2 separate regions of the Rattus norvegicus genome follow, and region 1 is linked to region 2. Evidence: chromatin contacts called from public HiChIP or PLAC-seq data. All regions are on one chromosome and are shown on one strand. The core of a region is the stretch at or near the end of the contact, and the rest is flanking DNA. Distances in the headings are between cores, read along the strand shown. Region 1 overlaps Aak1 (AP2 associated kinase 1). Region 2 holds the start of Aak1 (AP2 associated kinase 1).

Region 1 (4,618 bases), core at 683-3,182, 65 kb after region 2:
TGCAGGTATTTGGTGAGGGTGGCTGAGATGGGGATGGATCTTTCCCATGTCACCTCAAGGCAGACAAGGGGCTGGGCCAGTTTCCCACTCTCACAGCCTCCAGGCCAGCTCACCTGTCTGCCATAGGTGTCGAGGGATGGGAGTATTTTTTTTTTTAAATGAGAAAAATATAAAGATTCTGCTATTGCGTTTAGGAATTTAGACTGTAGCTTAGGGGCTTCATTAATGCTCTTAAGAGAGGGCACTAGATAACTATGCATCTTTGAAAAGAAACTTAAGACTCAATTTCTTCCGGAGGAACAGATATAACAGGAGCCAAGAGAGGAGTGTGAGGGATGGAGCTGAAGCAATTCTAAGGTTAGGGTATACAATGGTCAAACTTAGTGAACCCACTTGATGTGGCTTGACTGTGACTTAGGGTCAGAAAGAGACCTGGTGTTGGCTGCAGTACTGGGTAAAGGGCTCTGTATCACATACCTTTGATGCCATTGCATATCCCATCACCTGGCCACTGGATCCAGATCCACTGGAAGGTGATCTTTCTGGAGCAGCAGTAAATGTGGAAATCTTAGAGAACTTTAAGCAGGGAGTTAAGCTGATATGTTCTAGTATGAGCAGTTGTAACAGAGACAATGCCAGACAGAATTTATTTTTGCAAAGCCCTTAGGAAAATGTTCATAGAATCATGGTGGAGCCAGAGCCCAGAGATCTGCCTTTAAGGGTGGACATGGCTCCTAGCTGCTTTCTAGGCAATTGCCAATGGAATGACTCCTTTCTCTTTTAGCTGAGGATACCTTGGGATTGATCATGGGGCTGAATATTTATTTTTCTTATCTGAAGTGGTTTTTCATTTCCAGTACAAGGTTTTTGTTTTTGTTTCTTTTTTTGTTTGTTTTGTTTGTAGGAAGGATGAGTGTGTCTGTTTCTGTGAGCTATACTGTCAGCTTACTGCCTGGGCAAGAAGGGTGCTGACACCTTTGTCCTATGTTGTCCTTAGGCGCCAGGGTAGGCAGAGAAGTTGTTTCCCTTTATGGGAAACTTTATCATCCTTCCACAAAAAAAGAAAAAAAAAAAGCATTCTTAAGTTTGGCCCTTCTATCCCTTTCTGTATTCTGAGAGACTGGAAAACTGGGAAAAGTGGGTAGAGATCTTGTTGCTGCTGTTTTGATGCGGGAACTTTTACAGTCCGAGGCAGATAGGTTTTATGACAGAGTACATGAGCACTTGCTGTATGGCAGGCACAGGACTGGTGACAGGGTGCCACAGTGAATCGGTCATCATGTCTGTTCTTGGCAGTTTATAGTGAACAGAGGAAGAAGGGATCAAACCAGGAGTCACCCATCTAATCTCCTAAAGGAAAAGATGCTGGACCCAGCAGGGGACTGGGACCAGGGACAGTCAGAGAAGTCTTATTGTTGGTGTTTTGTTTTTGTTTTTGTTGGTTTTTTTTTTTTTTCCGGGGCTGGGGACCGAACCCAGGACCTTGCGCTTCCTAGGTAAGCGCTCTACCACTGAGCCAAATCCCCAACCCCCAGAGAAGTCTTAGTCAAGGAAAGAATTCCCAGAAACTTGAAGGAGAAGTAGGAACTAACCATGCCAAGGGAGAAGCAAGTGCAGAAGGACCTTAGGCAGGCTGAAGTATACACAGTACTGTGGAAGCAGGGAGGATCTGACCGGGAAGAGGGCTATGTGGGTTAAGCACTGGCGGGCTGTAGTGCCTGGCAGAAGCTAGGACATCTCTGAGCCTTCCAGCCTCTGTAGCAGGCAGTGTTTGTTCTAGGAGGACTGAGATGCTAGCGAGGAGTTTCAAATGGATGCATGGCGTTCAGTTTCTGCCCCAGATCACCTAGCTTCAGTGGGAGAGTAGAGTGTGGTTCTTCTGACCAGGAGAAGCAGCTGTGGATTTCAGTGAACAGAGGATGTGACTCAACCAGTGTTTACATCTTCTAGATAGCTGCCTTATGACAGCAGTGCGGTGAAAGTGTAGCCAGGAGGCACAAGGAAGGCCCTCTCTCCATCATACTTAGCTTCTGGCAAGCCAGGCCAGTGTGCTTTGGATCCTCACCCAGAATTCCTTGATTTCTTCCACTCTTTATTTGCTATTTATTTATTTATTTATTTATTTATTTATTTATTTATTTTTATTGTTCCAAACAGGCAGGAACCTTTTGTGAAGGTGGGGTTTGAGGAGGAATTTTTTTTAAACCCCTAAGGGAGCTTCCTGAACTACAGATGTTCCCTGGTCACTGCAGGCCTAGAGAGGAAGAGGCATTTAGTTGCCAGTGATGCCATGGTTCACCTGGGCTGTGGCTTGGTTGGGTTCTGAATGACAGTATTGGCATCTCTGGTCCTGTGCGCACAGCCCTGCTGGGAAGAGGGAATTGAATACCTCAAGTATCCCCATCTGGGTGTTCTTTCTACTGGGGGCGGGAGGCTGCTTTGGTATGTTCCCCAGAAGGACCCAGCACATGGTGATTTCAGTCTGAGGCAAGAGAATGACTTTAGAAAAACAAGCCCAAGTCTCCACTGCAGTCAGTGCAGATACACGAGTCACACCGACCTTTTCTCCTGTGCAGGCTCTGCTGTGTTCTTGCCATCTGCTGAAGCTTTAAAAATTGTCACTCCTTCTGAAACTTCTGCCAAAGTTGTCTTCAGTATGAGTCAAGTGTGGATGGCGTTTGTTAGCTTCTTGGTCATCCCTGTGTGGGCTCAGAAACACTGTGGACAGAACATGAAGTGTGCTTGCCCAGAGGACTCTGCTGCTAAGGGCAGTCAGGGGCGGTTTTTAATGCAGGTCTCTTCCTTCCTACACATTCGGAAGACAAGACGGACACACGGCAGTGTGCAGCTCAGTCTCAGTCGGGAGCCTCACTTGATTAGGGTTTAGGAGACTTTCTCTCCCTCCTTTAAGCCCATTTGTCCCCATACCCCTATTTTATTTTATTATTTTATTTATTTTTGCCTAGCGTCATTTGTAGACACAGGGAAAGAGGAGCTGCTTTGTTTGACTCTAAGAAGGAGGCTGTGTGCATCAAGTCAGCCTTGCCTTCCCATGTCCCCTGTAGAACCATCTGTAATCCAGGGCTTTGAGGACCTCAGCATAAAACCTGTGAACTTGATCTCCATGTCTGCAGATGAGGAAATGGAGGCCAGAGAAAGTCATGGTCCAGAGCCCCCCTTTCATAAGCCCTCATCTGATGCACTTCCACCTCAGCCGGGTTTCTGTCTGACTCAACGACTTTCTCTCATGATTATTTTCTCTTTCTTGGGTAATTCAAGGAGAAGCTGCATCCCATGGAGAACGCTGTCTGAGTTTGCTGTTATTTTGCATTAAGAATGGGCCCCAATGGTTCATTTCTCCTTTTGGAATTCCTTTTCCCTTGACCTTTGTCTTGTTGATCTTAAGCAGGTAAATGTCATTCTCAAGGGTATAGATAGGACTTGGGTTAGAAAAGAAGGTTTCCTTTTACATGCAAAAAAATAAGTTGGTACCATATGTCAGATATTTATTGCCTAGAATTTTGGCCCTGATTAAAAGTAACAGCAAAACCTCTTTGGCAGCAACTCAAAAAACCATGTCTGAAAGTCAGGATGGGTGTCTGTCCAGCTTCTCGTCTCACCCTTCTCATGCCTGCCCAGTCGCACCCAGCACTGCTCAGGTAGCCAGCATGGAGGGCGCTCTGTCTACTTCCCTCCCAGACTCACCTTTCCTTCCTGAGTGCAGTCACTGCCGAAGAACATCCTCAGCTCTGCCGCCCTCCACAATGGAGCATCTGATGAAGGCGCAGCAGAGGCACTGCCTGCTCCACTGCAGCGCTGCGCATGGGGCTGACCCTCGTGATGAGGGCGGGGAGATGTTATCTCTGCTGGCTTTGTGAAGCTTCTTTTGATGTTGTGATCTTTTGCTGATATGAGCACGGAAAGGTTTTGCTCCAAGATTATATATATATAATAAATAATTATATATATAATAAATATATATAATTTTCCCAGCCACGCGGGGAGACTATAATCTATGTCCTGTGCACTTCACTGACCTTACAAACACAGAAGCAGGGCCCTCAGTTCTGACCTAGCTTGTGTCATACTGAGGCCTGTATTACACGTTCTCATTACCAGCAGAGAGCTAGACATTGATGTCTTTATGTATGTGAGGAGTAGAGGTCCTAGTTGTATCATTAATTTCTTTAGCAACTCCTTGAATCTGTGCTAATTGAAGCCTTTCTCAGGAAAGTATTAGGAAAGTAACTCATCCTAGGGCTTTCAGTGATGTAGGATACTTTAGAAAATGCAAACAAAATCACCGTCAGATGAGGACACAGGAAAATGAGTGAAAACTACAATGAACTACAATGAAAAGACCTGTAGCCATGTGCTGGGGAGGACAGAATCACTGTGAGGTACCATTAGGGCGGTTAAGTTTGTCACGTGGTCCAGGAATGACCACCTATGTCTATAAAAAAGGCCTCCCTCCCTCCCTCCCTCCCTTCCTTTCTTCCTTCCGTACAGATGCTTAATTTGTAACAAAGCTAGAGACATTTACATGCCCTTCTGTGGTAGATAAACTGTGGGCATCTGTACAGTGGAACAGTTGACAAAACAAGCCCTAAACTACGGA
Region 2 (4,980 bases), core at 200-2,699:
AGTTAAAGGGATGCTCAGCAGGTGCTGAGTCTCACCCTCAAGGTGGCTGCAGGATTGTGTGAACCGAGGTGGCAAGGCTGGCTTCTCTGGAAGGAAAGATGCTATCTCTCTCTGGGGAGTTAGATGACTATGGCACCACATGAAACAAGAAACCGCAGCAGCCACCGCCAGCTCAGCCCAGCTCAACATTCAGATTAGTCAAGAGCCATCTTTTTACTTGCTGGGGGCCACCCTTCTAGATCTTCCTCAAGTGCTTGAAGTAGAAATTCTGGGATGAACTGTAAGAGGGCGTTTGCATAATCAAGAAGTGTGGAAAGCTGGCGGAGGAGAAAAATAACCTATGTCAAAGAAGAGAAAAAACATGTATTTCTTGGGGGGAGGGCGCAGGGAAGGCAAGGATTTGGCACCGCATCAATATCCTCTGTGAGGCAATCTAGGAGCAGAGATCTCAATTCCTTTCCAAAGCTTCAGTATTTGACAGGTGCCAAGCACACAGCCTTGTACTCTATCCTCACCCAAGCGATGCTTAAACCCAGCATCTTCTAGTTTTAAGATTCTGGAAGAGAAAGCAGTAGGTGTGTCTAAAGTTCCCGCCTGAATTTGTCTGGTGAGGACCAGGCAAGTCTGGGTCGGTGGAAAGCCATGGATTGGGGTGGAGCCCAAGGATGGACTGTACCCTGGTCCTTAGATGCTCCGTGTACTGGGTGTCCCGCAGTTCCTTCTTCGATTCTCGGGCTTCTCTGGAGTTTTTATCGTGGTCGGTGGCCGGAAGACACCTGCTTTGTTTCCTTCAGCACTGAGATTCCGCTTGGCTCCCTGCTGGCATCATACCCACTTCTCCCCAGCCCCCAAGCCTTCAGTACCTCAGCTCCCGTGACGTCGGGGAACTCCCAATCCCAACTGGGGCGAGGCAGTTAAGCCGCGTCCTTCAGGTGTCAGTCCGGACTCATGTGAAACCACAATTCCCAGAGTGCCTCGGTCCATGAGGCCAGGCCATAGATAAAATGGCTCCAGTGAGTGGGACGAGCAGCTGGAAAAGTAGTCTCTGGTGACTTACCGGATGTGTTTAAATACCCGAAGCTTCACTTCTGCACCACCTCATTATCACCTCCAGGTCCCGGAGACGGCGTCCGAAAGTGCGCTCGCTCCCGGGGCATCTTGGGAATTGTAGTCCAGATGCCAGATTACACCGAACTACCCTTCCCAGGGTGCTCAGCGGCCGGACTACGGCAACGTTCTCTTCAAGTGTCTCTGTCCCGAGTTCCCCCTTCTCTGGTCCCCTTCTTGCCATCGATTTCTTTTACTCTGTAGTTACGGCTGGTGCACTCGAGACGGCCCTGAGCAGGGGCTGCGCAGCCCTAAGAAGCACTTCCGGTGGCGGGTCACTTCCGGGTGGGTGGTCGGAGCCGACGGGCGCGCGCGCGGGGAGGGGCGGCCTCAGCGCGGCGCTCGGGGATCAGCTGGCGGGCGGGCGCCGAAGCGGCCCCGGCTCTGCGGCAGCGCCGCCTCCTTCGCGTCGCAGGCCGGCGGCCGTGGCCATGTCGCGGGGCTGGTAGCTGGGCTCGCCGCCGAGCGGCCGCTAGTGGGTGTCCGGGGCCCGGGGTGGGGGTCCGGGCAGGGGGCCGGTGCGTTTCCAGGGCTTTCCTGAAGAAAATGCACGCAGCGTTTCCTCTAGATGACGGCCTTTGCTTCCCCTAGGACCCGGCAGTTGGGCTCTGGAGTGTGTTACTGATTCATCCTCTCTCTGCCTCTGTCATCGCAGGTTTAAACTTAAACGATCGCTCCCCGAGGAGGAGGGGACCCGCCGCACGATTGACAGTATATTCCTGCAGGCGCCGTCCCTCAGCCCCCACCCCACGGCCGGATTCCCGTAGCTCTCTGCTCAGGGCTGAAACCGGAGAAGAAATCCTTAGATCTCGTTTCTTTACTACAAATACGAACCTAGAAACCATCGGCATTCTGCCTTGGCGTTTCATATTGGAAAGATGAAGAAGTTTTTCGACTCCAGGCGGGAGCAGGGGAGCTCTGGCCTGGGTTCGGGCTCCAGCGGAGGAGGGGGCAGCAGCTCAGGCCTGGGCAGTGGCTACATCGGGAGGGTCTTCGGCATCGGGAGGCAGCAAGTCACCGTGGACGAGGTCTTGGCAGAAGGTATGTTGGGAAGCTAGTGCGCGGTGAATTAAATTCGTGTGCTGATGTGGCAAGACTCTGGTTTCTAGTTGTATGAATGGGTTTTGACCAACTGACCCTCCCTTCCCTCCTTGCACTTTCCTTGCGAGTCATTGTCCTTGAGAGAATTAAAACTCAGACTAGGAATTGACAGTGCTTGGGGGGCAGTATTGCCCAAATAGTTTACCTCAGTGGCTTTTTATTTGGGGGGGAGGAGGCGCCTGGAGAAATCTCCACCTTTGAATTATTCTAATCCTATGGAAAAACGTATGTGTGAAGAGTAAATGGCATGAAATGCAGGATGGTGGTCTGGCCATTTCCTTGAAACTTTAAATTCTGATGCGGAGGCTGAAGGGTGGGGATGGGGAGTGATCTTAAAGGAGAGAGGGGCTTCTCCCACCCAACTTTCCCATTTCTCTAAGTATCCAAAGAGGATTTTTCTGGGAACGGGAATGCATTTTTTGCTGTTTTGATTAGGTTTGTTTCTTTACCCAACTGCAGTGAGGTCCCCAGGATGTAGCTAAGGTAAAATCATAAGAAGCCAATGAGATTGTTTTGAACTCCTAGGCCTCTTTCCTCCTTTTTAGCTTCTATTAAGAATTACTTAAGATTGGCTCTGGTTTAGTTTTCTCTCAGTTGGAGAGGATGTTGTGTGGTTTCTCCTGGTGTGTGTTCATTTGTCTGTCTGTACTCATGCAGATACATATTTTTATGCCCCAGGCTTTAGAGAAATCTTTTGAGTGTTCCTTTGGTAACCTTAACCTCGACCTTCATAATTATGCCAGACTGATACTTTTCACAGCTCATTGCCTGCTCAGTGTGCTTTTATTTTTAATAAAAGCAGCAATTTCCTTGGCATGAAGCGATTTAAACTAATTGGATAGGGCCAGCCTGCTGTAGGTTGCCTTACAGACTGCCAGAGGTTGGGTATGGGGGAGGCCTCAGTGAAGGCAACATGGTGGGAGGGGATAGTTTCTTAGCTAGAGAATGAGCACTACGAGGCCCCTTGAAAAGGAGGCTTCTGGAAGCTGAGGTTGAAGCAAGGATCCCTACCTACCTGGGCCTCGGAAATGCCTGTCATGGTGAGTGTTGTAGGGTGGTGGACGGGTGGGTGGGAAGAGGCGGAAGCTGTGTTTGACTTAGTTTGTGTAAGTATGGGATTCCGCTAGGCCCAGTTTCTGAGAGTACACTGAAGCTTGTACTTCAGAAGCACAATTTTGAAGAGATATCTGATAATTTCCTTGTGAAATTACTGCTCCCCCCCTTCTTATTCTTAGAATTGCTCCAACTGGACTTATCTGGGCCTGAGTCACAGTCCTTCCTGACTCTTTCCTTGAGGACTCTGGTGCAGGGTGGGAGATGCTGCTCTGTCTGTGCCAGATCTGTACCTTGGAATCTGAGCCGACTCTTACCCTGTAGCCAAAGTCCTTGACTGCAGTGGGTGGAGAGAGAGAGAGAGAGAGAGAGAGAGAGAGAGAGAGAGAGAGAGAGAGAGAGAGATATCAGGAGGATCAGAGCCTAGGAATATATTTTTTTTTTTCAGCTAGGATGTTGTTTTGTCACATGTTACCCTAAGCTTTGCCTATTCTCTGAGTCTTGGAAGAGTGACGGGAAAGAAAAAACACAAAATCGGCCTTTGTTTTCTAGGCTTCCTTGGGATTCATCCTGAGAGCTGCACATTGTGCGTTCTGATATTTTAAGAAGTAGAATCTAGGGCTTGGAACTGTTCATTCATTTATTCATTCAGCCAACAGTCACAGAGGCTTATGATGTGGTGAGTTCTGTGCTGGGCTCTGGGGACATGATGTTTAACTAGATGTTAGCATTTCAGAGCTGTTTGAAGAGATAGGAAATGGACAGTTAGTGATAGGCTCGATGTCACCGTGAGAGTAAACTAGGGTTCGGTAGCTGCAAATCTTGTCCTTAGGACCCCTCAGTGTTAGGGAGCTGAGACGTGTTTTATGGAATAAGCCAGTGTGGTGACAGCATGGACTGAGGCTGTGCGTTAAGTGTAGCATTTAAAATTTGGTCTGGCAAATGTTTTGGCCATGATTGAGCTTCAGTTGTGGCCTTTGAAGTATGTGGATATGTAGGAGTCAGTATTTATGTGGCACCACTGAGTTCAAAGACACTACTAAGTTTTGAAAGGACTGAGAAGTATGATGCCTGTCTTTCTTTTAATTAGCCAGTGAATTTCATTGAGGTGCCGTGGATCATGCTTGTCTTGTGCATGTTAGCCAGGTGGCTCTACCCCTCAGCTATGTCTCTAGCCCTGATGTCTACCTTTAGAGAGCTGCCAGTCAATGTAGGAAGAAAATAAATACATTTGCATATATAGTAGTGGGCTTATAGCCACAGATCATATAGTCAGACAGATTTAGGTTCAGTTTTTGGATTTGTTTTTGTTTTTAAACATTTTTACATCATCTCTGTGTGTGTGTGTGTGTGTGTGTGTGTGTGTGTGTGTTTTCTCTCAGCCAGCTCACCATTTCCTAGATCTGTTTTAAAATATTTATTATTAATATTATTACTACTGTGCACGTCTGTTGCGTACACATGCTTGTGTGTGCATGTGCCACGGTGTGTGTGGGAGTCAGAGGACAGCATTGTGGTATTAGATTCTTCCTTTTACCTTTCCGTGGGTTTGGGGGAATAGAACTCAGACTGTCAGACTTTTGTGACAAGTATATTTTCTTGGTGAAACATTTTGCTCTCCCTCTGGATTGTTTGTTTGATTTTTCTTTTTTCTCTCTTTTACTTTTTCTCACTTTTTTTCTTCTCTTTTCTCTCTCTTTTTTTTCTTTTCCTTTCTTT

What was found. HiChIP or PLAC-seq counts read pairs in DNA pulled down with a chosen protein or histone mark.
Region 1: a contact with region 2 is called in an H3K27ac HiChIP or PLAC-seq map of oligodendrocytes, with 3 times the contacts expected there. The contact joins the enhancer-like site here to the promoter of Aak1 in region 2. A contact is called at or near these places in 8 of 12 Hi-C or Micro-C datasets (the A7r5 cell line, the Rat2 cell line, Schwann cells and 4 more) and 1 of 1 datasets of contacts at active chromatin or transcription factors (oligodendrocytes).

The regions. Positions count from the first base shown.
Region 1 is chr4:120,922,044-120,926,661 of GRCr8, forward strand. The region is part of intron 1 of Aak1 (AP2 associated kinase 1); the gene reads left to right. Among named protein-coding and RNA genes, the nearest start is that of Aak1, 66 kb to the left of the region's middle. Within about 2 kb of position 1,933, at least 16 of the 93 cell types and tissues checked have an H3K27ac peak or open chromatin away from gene starts, as enhancers often do. A contact at or near this core is called in the A7r5 cell line, where this site is marked.
Region 2 is chr4:120,857,118-120,862,097 of GRCr8, forward strand. It overlaps Aak1 (AP2 associated kinase 1), which reads left to right and starts at 1,450. Exons shown (of 21, transcript NM_001173450.1): 1 at 1,450-2,148. The coding sequence starts at 1,986. It overlaps LOC134486605 (a long non-coding RNA gene), which reads right to left and starts at 1,188. Exons shown (of 2, transcript XR_010065856.1): 1 at 1,058-1,188.